Regions from separate parts of the Hordeum vulgare genome. Here region 2 is linked to region 1. The links are chromatin contacts, called in public Hi-C maps. All regions are on one chromosome and are shown on one strand. The core of a region is the stretch at or near the end of the contact, and the rest is flanking DNA. Distances in the headings are between cores, read along the strand shown.

Region 1 (5,538 bases), core at 366-2,865:
TGTTTGTGCACCGAGTTAGATTTTCTTTTTTGATATGCAGACATCATTTATTAATTAAAAAGAACAAAGTTGCTCTGTTAATTAAGAAACCCAATGAGAAACGAGGGAGATAGAAGTTGCATAGTTCACGGAAAGGAAGGTTAGACACCGAGGTCAAATTGGCTTGGGGGTACTCTTCGTGATATAATACAAGCGTCTGGTTTTGGCCCGGGGCTCGTTTCAATCATGTCTCCGTCACTGGAGACGTTGACGGCCCTGGGAATCATCATCCTTCTTAATTATCCACATGCGAGATTGTACTCCTAAACCACACAAGGCCTCCTTCTCCTTCGTTCGGAAGAATATATAAAAGCGTTTGGAGCAATGCCGGCACACACGGAGCCGAGCCCAGAGGACGAAACCGACGCAACATGTAGTACAGTAGTAGAGCAGCACTCGCGCTGATGCCAAATGGCTCAGGAATCAACATGTACCGTCATCATGGGGCCGGGCAGCCAGCCACATCCCACGTCCACACGTACGCCTCGTCCCGGGCAGCGGGCAGCGGCGTCAGCCCATCTGTCCATGCATGCCGGCGTCCATCGATCATCTGCGAAGCACTTGATGGCGACGCAGCGACGGACGGACGGCCGGCGCGGCCGGACGGTGGGCTGGACGTGTCAGGCGGCGTCCCGTGGCTTTAATTCTAAGCTTGTGCTGCTCCTCCTGATAATGTCTCCGCATCCAACCGCATTCAATGGCACCTGTCGCTGATACGCGTAGCTTCCTCAGCACATTTTGGCTAGGCACCAAACCCTGATGGTATCGTATTACCCCATAGCTTCATCGCTGAGTGTTGACTTGGGGTGTGTTTGCTTTGAGGATATACTGACACGGGATGGGTTGATTCCGTCCGCGGTTCATCATTTCAATGTTTAGTCGAGGATGAAACCGGAATCGGGTGATCCTTAGAAAAGGAATATTTCCTATATATGCTTCATCAATTGATTTCACCAAATCGAATGAATCACCTGGTTATTCTTCTCTTATTGATAGAAGAAAAAAGAAAACACCTCTGCTAATTGTTAAAACCAAAAATACAATGGAAATGTTGCTGGAATTTATATAATATTTTAATAATAAAAAATAACCCACAAGATGAGTTGAGTCATATTCTTCTCATTTCATATCTCCAACCAAACACAAGAATGGAACGAACCCGTGACATTTTTTGATCTTCAACCGAACACAAGAATGGAACCAACTCATTCCTTCAGAACGAGACTATGACATGCCATGCCTTTTGGTTCTCAAACCAAACACATCCTTGTACTCCCTTTGTTCCTAAATATAAGTCTTTAAAAAAATTCACTAAGGGTCTACATACGAAACAAAATAAATGAATATACACTCTAAAATATGTCTATATACATCCGTATATAGTTCACTAGTGAAACATCTAAAAAGATTTATATTTAGGAACGGAGGGAGTAACTAGTACTGATACAAGTAGATGGTACTACTAGCATTGGCATGGCACAGCTTATATTTGCTGACTTCCGAATAGGGTGGTTCGTCCTTTTACGATGAACCAGCCTCACCTTCGAAGTAACCGTGCTCAGCTAATGCTAGTGTGATGTTTTTTTAAGAGGACCAGCTTGTGTTTCCGGCTTGTAAAACAGATTTAGGTGGTTCGTTTTTGGTCCTGCGCTTCCCCAAACGTGAAGGCCGTATAAAATACGGTGTGGTGTTGCTTCAAATTACGTATGCGTCAGCAGTCAGACGTGGACATGGAGCGTGTCACGTCCAAATCCTTGTGGTTCCCTCGGTTTTGTGCAACCCAAGTGATGACAGAAAGGGACGGCTACGGATGGCCCGATCAAATCAGCTTTCCGTCCCGTCCAAGCCACAACGAGACACCCAAACGGGAGTAGTTTTCCACGAAGCAAAAGTTGCACTATACGGTGACAGGACGCAAAGCCGACGTTATGCCGTCGAGACCCCAAAGTCCCCGCTTGATTAACGCCGGTCGCGTCCACAGCACACCGGCCGACGATCGCGTCGGAGCACGAAGCCACACGAGGGTACGACGTCGACGTGTGGTGGTTTGGATTGCCGCGTTCGAAGCTTAATTTTCATGATCTACAATCCCTGCAGGAGGCGTAGCACGTCGCGCCGTCGGTGACCCTCGTGTCCCGATCGGCTATGTCTTCTTAGGGTGTGTTTGGTTGGAGGGATATCCTCCCAGAGACAAGGATAACCACTTTTTTCTGTGATTGTCATGCGTTTGGATCTGGGGCGAGGAGAGATAGAGTCAACCAGATGTTGGAATATTCTTCGAAAAAAGAGATGTGGCCAACCGTTAAAAACGGGCGGGCGGTGGCAACCACTCTGGAACGGCCGACACGGCAGGGCGCGGGAGGCGGCCGGCGCGGGAGGGCGGCCGGCGCGGGAGGCGGCCGACGCGGGAGGAGGCGGCCAACGCGGGAGGAGGCGGCCGGCGCGGGTGGCGGCCGGCGCAGGAGGAGGCCGGCGCGGCAGGATCCCATCCTCCCAACCAAACAAAAAAAATGATAACTCTATCCTTCCAACCAAACAAAAAAAAGCTATCCCCAGCCACCTGGTTGGGGATACTAGACTATCCCTCCAACCAAACACACCCTTAGTCCGTCATTTTCCACGAGATGGACAAAGCAATTCCAAAACGTCGGACCCAAACGGAGGTACATTTATTTGCTTTTTGTTTGTTTAGATTGGTCACCTGCTTGACGTTCGTCCAGCTTAAGATTTCGGTCGGCCGAATGTCCATGTATTTTTTCGTCCGTTTAACCGACCAGCATTCATTTTGAATCGGATTTAAATATTATTTTTATATAAAATGCAACATAAATTTTTATCAATTCTTCGCTACGAATATAATACAAAAGAAAATAAGAATCATAATTAGACATTTTAAAAGATGTTCAACTTTCTTAATTATACCTACTAGTTGGACTAAGACTAAGATCTTCTCTATGTCTTCGGTGTTTATCTCTCGATTCTTGAGCACAACATCTTCCTTCTTCGATGCTAAAGAATTAGAGTTGCTTTCCCTTTGGTCTTTTCTTTAGCCTCATATATACCTTCAATTCCAGATAAAAATGCACGAACATCTAGCAAATTTCATGAGATCAGTAGATTGATATATTATTCTTCCCAATACCAAAAATTGCATCCATCCTACACACAATATTAAGCAAATATAAGCTACCGAAATTGCATCAAGCAAAAGAGCAAATGGCCGAACGAAAATCGTACCCCCTCGTTTTTGCACTTCACGAACGCCCAATCGGGATGTTCTCGTGTCCAAGAAACACGTCGGACGACCTACACCGAGCAGTCGTCGCACTGTATGAACGACAAAGATGAGCTGGCAAGCCTTGGGCTAACACCTAGCCAGGGCGGCGATCGGCTGTCGCCTTGTCGGCAAACCTGCGACGGATCAAACCCGAGAAGCTAGAGGCAAAATGTGTGCATGCATGTGGTACCAGGGATTGCCTGGACCCGGTGGACCGACACTCGACCAGTCCATGGCAAGCGCAGTCCGCCGACGGCCTAGTTCGGCAAATCCCGCATGGAGGATGTGCAAAATTCCGCCAAATCCCATGGCCACCACACATACACCAATAGGCCTCCCACACCGGGACGAAGGAGGCACCCGTCGGTGGATTTGCTGCTGGAGAGCTAGGGTGGCCGGGGGGAAATGAGGTCGCTGGCCCAGGGTTTGTGTGCTTACGGGCGACGGGTATGGGAATAAGACGAAGAGACTGTGACGCCGACTAGCGGGCCAGGGAAGGAGAACTCTGATGAGGCGTGTGTCCAGTTGAAAGGATCGATATGGTTGGCTAGAGGGGGGGTGAATAGACAACGACCACTTTTTAATTAATCTTAACAAGTTAAGGTAAACACTATACGGGTTCACAAATAATATGACAATGAGGTGAACCCTATAGAAGCTAACAACGAGAGCTATTAAGACAAGTAAGATATGGTCACAAGCATAAGCAAATACAAAGTAAAGGGTAGAGATAACCACAAGTGGAACCGATGGAGACGAGGATGTGTTACCGAAGTTCCTTCCCTTTGACAGGAAGTACGTCTCCGTTGGAGCGGTGTGGAGGCACAATGCTCCCCAAAAAGCCACTAAGGCCACCGTATTCTCCTCACGCCCTCGCACGATGCAAGGTACCGTGATTCCACTATAGGTGCCCTTGAAGGCGGCGACCGAACCTTTACAAACAAGGTTGGGGCAACTCCACACAAAGCTTGGAGGGTCCCAACTAAACCACGAAGCTTCACCACAATGGAATATGGCTTCGAGGTGACCTCAAACGTCTAGGATGCTCAAACACCCAAGAGTAACAAGATCCGCAAGGGATTGATGGGGGAATCAACTTTTCTCTTGGTGGAAGTGTGGATCTAGGCCTTCTCAATCAATCCCTAAAGAATCAACAAGTTTGATTGGCTAGGGAGAGAGATAGGGCACTTTTGAGCTTGTGGAGCAACAATGGAGCTTAGAGAGGTAAGAGATAGGGTTCCTCAACTAGAAGAACCCTTTATATAGTGGGGGGAAAATTCAGACCGTTTTCCCACTCTCTGCCCGAGTTCCAGCGGTACTACCGCTGAGCAGGAGCGATACTACCGCTGCCTGGCGGTACTACCGCTGGCTGCAGCGGTACTACCGCTGGGCCTCCAGCGGTACTAACGCTGGCCCCTTGGTAGTGCACAAGCACTACTACCGCCGGGAAAGTCTTCGCAAAAGGGTCCGTCCACGAACTACCGCTAGGTAGGTGGAACAAAGCACCTGGAGCGGTACTACCGCTGACCAGGGGCGGTACTACCACTGGCTGCAGCGGTACTACCGCTATCAGTCCAGCGGTACTACCGCTAGGAACCATTTTGCAGAAATACTCAAGACGAATAGGCGAGGGCTGCTCCAAAAGATAAGGAAAGGGAGAATGTGAAGTGTGCGTGTGTAAAGATAGATTCCACCCAAACCTTTCCACCACGGATCCCCTCTTAATAGTACGGCTTTCCTATGACTCAAATAAAGAGAATCGTAGAGAGCGCCGTGCTTCCGTTCCAGGAGAGAGGAGACGTGTCGTCTTGTGCCGTTGACGTGTGTTACCTGAAACCTTGACACACACGGTTAGTCATGTACGGTACTGTCATCAATCACCAAAATTACTTAGGCATAAACTATGCCCCAACAATCTCCCCCTTTTTGGTGGATTGATGACAATACCGGATTTGCAGAGAGAATAATATGAGAACAAAAAGATAGAGATATATGACAATACAGGGCATATGACTCACAGCATATGATGGAAATAAATCTCACATAAATCATGTCTCACAAAAGATAGCAAACGAGAATCAAACCAAGTTCGAAGCAAACCATACGAAATAAAGCAAAGCAATGCAAAGTTCGAGAATGAAAGCAAATCCTAGACTCTCTCCCCCTTTGGCACAAGACACCAAAAAGGGGCACACTTAATGCCACAAGTAACTACTCCTCGT
Region 2 (5,178 bases), core at 1,674-4,173, 53 kb before region 1:
CCGTTGCAAAACTGGTTGGAGGGGGCCAATAGCGTTGCCACATCCATCGTCGCCACCAGCAGTGGAGTGTCCTCGTCGACGACTCCTGCTTCAAAGCAACACAGGGAAGGAGCCATGAGCTGCGTGCCGACGTTCTGCATACGGCACCGCAACGAGGTCAGGTCACGTGGGTGATGTTGCAACAGAGGAAGCGGACGCTCGGACATGTGCTTCAAGCGAACGACAGTGCGGCAGCTAGCGTGCTCGTCGACGTTGTGTTTAAGCATCAACATGGCTGCAATGGAGCGTCGTTGGCGCTGCAATGAAGCCTCGTTGAAGCTCCCCAGGGACGTTAGGCTGCAATGGGGGGACGTTAGGCTGCAATGGAGCTCCCCGATGCTACATTGGGGCCCCGTTGGTGCTACAATAGAGCTACGCTGGCACCTTCCGTGTTGCCTTGCAACTTTTGCCTCACTGCTGGGGGTTGCAATGCAGCTTCGTCGGCGTCACCGGTGTTGCGTTGCAACTTTGTCTCATCGTCGGGGGGTGTAATGGAGCTTCGTCGGTGTTGCATTACAACTTTATCTTGCCTCCAGGTGTTGCAGTGGAGCTTCGCCGCGCGTCGGCGGTATCCCCGCCGGGGGTTGTAATGGAGCTTCGTCATGCCATCGGGTCGGTTTATGCAATGGAGTTTTGTTGGGGGACGCAAGAGAAAGGAGGAAGAAGACGGTTGTGTTCGGTCTGATCGAACGGCCTATGTGCGCCTAATCAGACGGCTAGGAAGGCGTCTGATCTTTCCCTAAGATCAACGGGCTGATCCGTAGCAGCCCCGTAAGTGAAAACGGTTTAGGAGTTGGACGCACGATTCAAGAGACAAAAATAGTTTGAATACTAGAGAAAAACTGAAAAGTTCATGCAAGAAGTAACTCTTAAATCGTGATTTAGATACAACTCTCTATGAGCAAGATTTATTGGAAAATCTTATTCGCCGCATTCTGCGGCAAAGTATCAACCTCTAGCACACACATCGATCGTTTGTGGGCCGGTCAATGACGGGTGTTCGTACAAAGAATCCCCCCCCCCAACCCCACCCCCCTAAAAATAGAACATGGAATCGAACCTCAAATCTCCCACTCGTGGAGATGGGTTGCTAGCCACTAGAGCTTAACAACGCCTAGTGTCTTATACGTGCAAGAGGTCGTCTATTATCTTTTCCTTTTTTCATGTTTTTTTAAGTTTTAGTATTTCTTTTTCTTTCTTTATTTTATTTTTGTTTTAGAAAAATCGCAAATTCAAAAAAAGATCAATATACTCAATACTTTGTTTGGCTTGAAAAAATGTTTAATTTTTTTTGTTCAGGTTTCAAAACACATTTCATTCTTTCCACAAAATGTACAAATTTTGTTTGTATTTTCAAAATTTGTTCGGTATTTCAAAATGTGTTCGTGATTTTCCAAAAATATTCAAATTTTTAAAGAGTTTTGGAATTTCACATTTAGTTCCATTTTTCAAAATTTATTGGTGATTTTCAAGTTTGTGTTTTCAATTTTTTCTTAGTTTTCAAAGAGTTTGAAATTTCACATTTGTTCCCATTTTTCAATATTATTCCTGATTTTTAAAAATGTTCAAATTTTTGAAAACCGGAATTTCAAATTTGTTCCCATTTTAAAAAAATTGTTCATGTTTTCCCAAAATTGTTCGTCTTCTCAAAAAGTGTTCACAAATTCATAAAATGTTCACGGTTTCACCTTTTATTCAGAAATTTTCAAAAAAGGTTCTTCTTTTTAAAATTATTCACATATTCAAAAAAATTGTTTAGATTTTCAAAATTTGTTCTCGTTGTTGGACAAATGCTCAAACTTTGAAACTTTACTTACCTTTTAGAAAAATGTTTATAATTTCCAAGTTTTGTTTGAATCAAATCGAAAAGTGTTAGTTCTGGCACTGTTGTTAGTTCTTAGATATTAGCGCTGCAAAACGGTCACTTAGAATCATCAGCTCGCATCGCAATCGATAGGACCCCGTTACTCAAAGGTCTGCAGTTCAATCTCTGTGAAACGCGCTTCTGTTTTCCTTATTTTCTCCTGTCGCGCTACAGTGCCAGCAATGTCTGTTATGGGCTGGCCCAATCGGTTCGTCCCCTCTGCGAAGGGCATCCTTTTGCCACAAAGTGCGGCGTATATGAGCTTCTCGATCTAGTTGCCACAATGTTGTGCCGGAGTGCCCGGGTGAGCGAGTGAAGCGCGCGTGAGATTGTGTCGTCGACCGTTGGCCTGCGCCCGGGCGCCGGGTCTCGAACACCACATAACAATGCATAACTTTCCTAGTCTCCAACAAAAAAGCACAACTTTCCTTTAGAAAAAACATAACAACATATAATTGGTTTCACATTCAGTAGTAATAATTTGATCCTCAATTCAAAAAATATGATCCTCGGAGCATTTCTTCTACACATGCGGATCTGACATCTTCTCTTCCGCCGTCTCTTTGTCGGAGCGAAGCCATTTTTTCGTGAGCATGTAGCTCTCTACGCAAACCCCCCGTAAATCGAGCGCGTGCAACAAAATTGATATCAGCAAATTCATTTGCTTTTCGGTAAGGACGAAGAGAAGGAGACCGACATATGATTGGTGGAGGCACGTACCAGAGCGGGTCGTTGGGTCTGGGCTTGATCTGCACGGCGAGCTACTGGAACCCTCCCTGGTGAGGCGCGTGTCGTACCGTCACACGTCGAACAACGCTTCCCTCTTCTGCTTGATCAGGTTCAGAGCGCGAGCCTTGCCGTTTGCTACGGCGGCAATGCTGTGGACGAGCCTCCTCGGCAGCAACTCGGCCCATGTGCCGCCGCCGCCCAACCTCATCGTCGCGTGTCGAAGAGCTATTGCCATCACTCTATGTATGATGCTCTGACTTCCTTTGCATGCGCGTGTGATTTTGTCAAAGGATCCCCGTTGTGAGTGGAGGAGAGGTTGGGTTGTGTAGCGCGTCGGCTTAAATTTAGGTCGGTCGGCTGTCAAGCATCAGATTTTACATGTATCAACAAACCAGATCGTCACAACCAAGTTGCCTTTCTGCTCCGCACGCGTGCGAGAACAAAAAAAGGGAAAAAGATCTCTGCAGGTCGGCCTCCTGTGTGCTTGCCTTGGTCGTCTCGTCGCAGCTCCCCGAGGACGCTCACCGTCGCAGCATACCAGGACTGCTTGCCAGATGCAGCTTTGCGTGCCTTTTGAATCTCGATGTCTCTCCCCCCTCCCCGATTGCAGCACTACCGGACGAGGTCTCCAACATCGTCACCAACCGTCGTCAGAACTCGCCACACTCGCCATCCGTCATCACCGTCGTGCAACTTTGTCATCACGGCTCGCCATTGTTGGCTAGTCATTCTCTGTTTGAAGCTTTTTTAGAAGCGGTTTGTAGCTTTTCTCAATGATGGTTGCAGCTTTTTGCGGCACGGTGGCGCGACCTCCAGCATCCCGTATCCCATTGAAACTTTTTTTAAACCGGTTGTAACTTTCTTGGTTGTCGGATGTAGCATTTTACAGTATTGGACGCAGCTCTGGCGCACATCCGTCGAATCCCCTCCTTTCTCTGGTTCCATCAAAAACTACCATCGGTCATAGCATTTGACATTGAGGGTTGTAGCAGTTTTGATCACTCGTTCCAGCAAATCCAGGTGATCGTTGCAACAAAAACAAGAAATTTTGCTGGTTATTGCTCCAAACCAGCATGGAGAAAAGTTACAACATCGGCTTGTGCAAATGTAGCAAAATGAGACACCCGTTATAGGAAATTTCACACCGGTTGTAGCAAAAATCGCTGGATGACCGTGGCTACAAGTCCGCCGAACTTGGTTTGCAACTCTCACAAACATGTTTATAGCTTTTTTGGTGAACGGTTTTAGCTTTTGTGGTACGTGGTTGTAGCATTCGCGACGCCGTCTCAACAGCTGCTCGGACAGCAACCTCACGTGTCGGTCGTGGTTCACCAACCCAGTCGCCCTATCGTTTGCAGCTCCTCCGTCTGCCGGTTGCAACTCCGACATAGTCAGATGTAGATTTTCTGTCCACCGGTTTCAGCTCCCCCGGCGTGCTTCTGTGAGGAAATTGTTCTGACTAAGGAGTTAGGATTTTGCCACTGTGAATTGCCTACAAGTGAGGAACATGATAGATCTGAGGATTTTCATAGTGCGAAAATTCCAACCGTTGTTGTGCTTTACGCCAGCTGTCCCAAAACCTTATCCACATAAAGGTCATATCATTAAGGGGCATTTATGTCATATCATATCGGGATTGCTCCCAGGCTATAAATAGCCGCCCCTACAACCACTAGCTGGTTGGCTGATCATAGAGAGAACTTGACACTTGTCATTTGAGAGCAACCCATCCTCTGGGGACTTTGAGAGAAAATCATCTAGGAGGAAAAATCTGAACACCCAAACCAAGCCGAAACCCAAAGTGATTGAGCATCACTAAAGAGATTGTTCCTGTGTGGAACTGATGCTTGTTACCTTTGAAGATTGTGTATCTTCTAGATGATTAGGCGTCAATGGTCTAGAGCATCCAGTAGTAAATTGTGGAGTGTCGGGTGATCGAGTTTGTGGGGCTTTGGAAGTATGCTCTCAAGACTTACCACGAATGTTGGACGAGGTTTGTCTGACCTTTTCTCAAGGAGAATACGACAAGGACCATTTGTCCTGGGACTGTGTGTCCAAGGTTGTCAGAATCGCGATTCTGTTGTGCGATTCTACAACTTTACGATCCAAACAAACCCCTCTGATTCTACGATTTTGGTTCATAGAATCTACGTTTTTACGATCCTGATAGTGAAGATTCTACGATTTGCGATCCTGTCGTTGTGGCTCCGATCCGATTCAGAATCGCGATTTTGACAACCTTGTGTGTGTCCTTTGGTTTAAATACCAAGCCGCTCTAAACCGTACGTACGACTATCACAAAGAATTGGGTCATCGAATCATTGTCTTCATCGAGCTCCTGGTTCTATTTCCTCAACTCATCTATTAGCTCAAGTACTTGCCGATGAAATTGACTGTTACTGTTTGAAGACTTTGACTAAAGAGTTTCTCAATTTGCTCATCCCAAATTCTGCACTCACCTTGTTCTTCACCTACTTATCTTGGTTACACGCTAGTTGTGATCTGTGTATGTTTCATTTAATCATGACGAATATGCTCCTCGTATG

Evidence for each region. Hi-C and Micro-C count contacts between places; a contact is called where the count stands out from the background.
Region 2: a contact with region 1 is called in a Hi-C map of leaf, with 2.2 times the contacts expected there. The contact joins two enhancer-like sites. A contact is called at or near these places in 2 of 6 Hi-C or Micro-C datasets (leaf and seedling).

What each region holds. Positions count from the first base shown.
Region 1 is chr7H:579,936,793-579,942,330 of MorexV3_pseudomolecules_assembly, reverse strand. No RefSeq gene overlaps it. Among protein-coding and RNA genes, the nearest start is that of LOC123412436, 20 kb to the right of the region's middle. Within about 2 kb of position 1,615, at least 3 of the 3 cell types and tissues checked have open chromatin away from gene starts, as enhancers often do. A contact at or near this core is called in leaf, where this site is marked.
Region 2 is chr7H:579,991,621-579,996,798 of MorexV3_pseudomolecules_assembly, reverse strand. No RefSeq gene overlaps it. Among protein-coding and RNA genes, the nearest start is that of LOC123412436, 74 kb to the right of the region's middle. Within about 2 kb of position 2,923, at least 1 of the 3 cell types and tissues checked has open chromatin away from gene starts, as enhancers often do. A contact at or near this core is called in leaf, where this site is marked.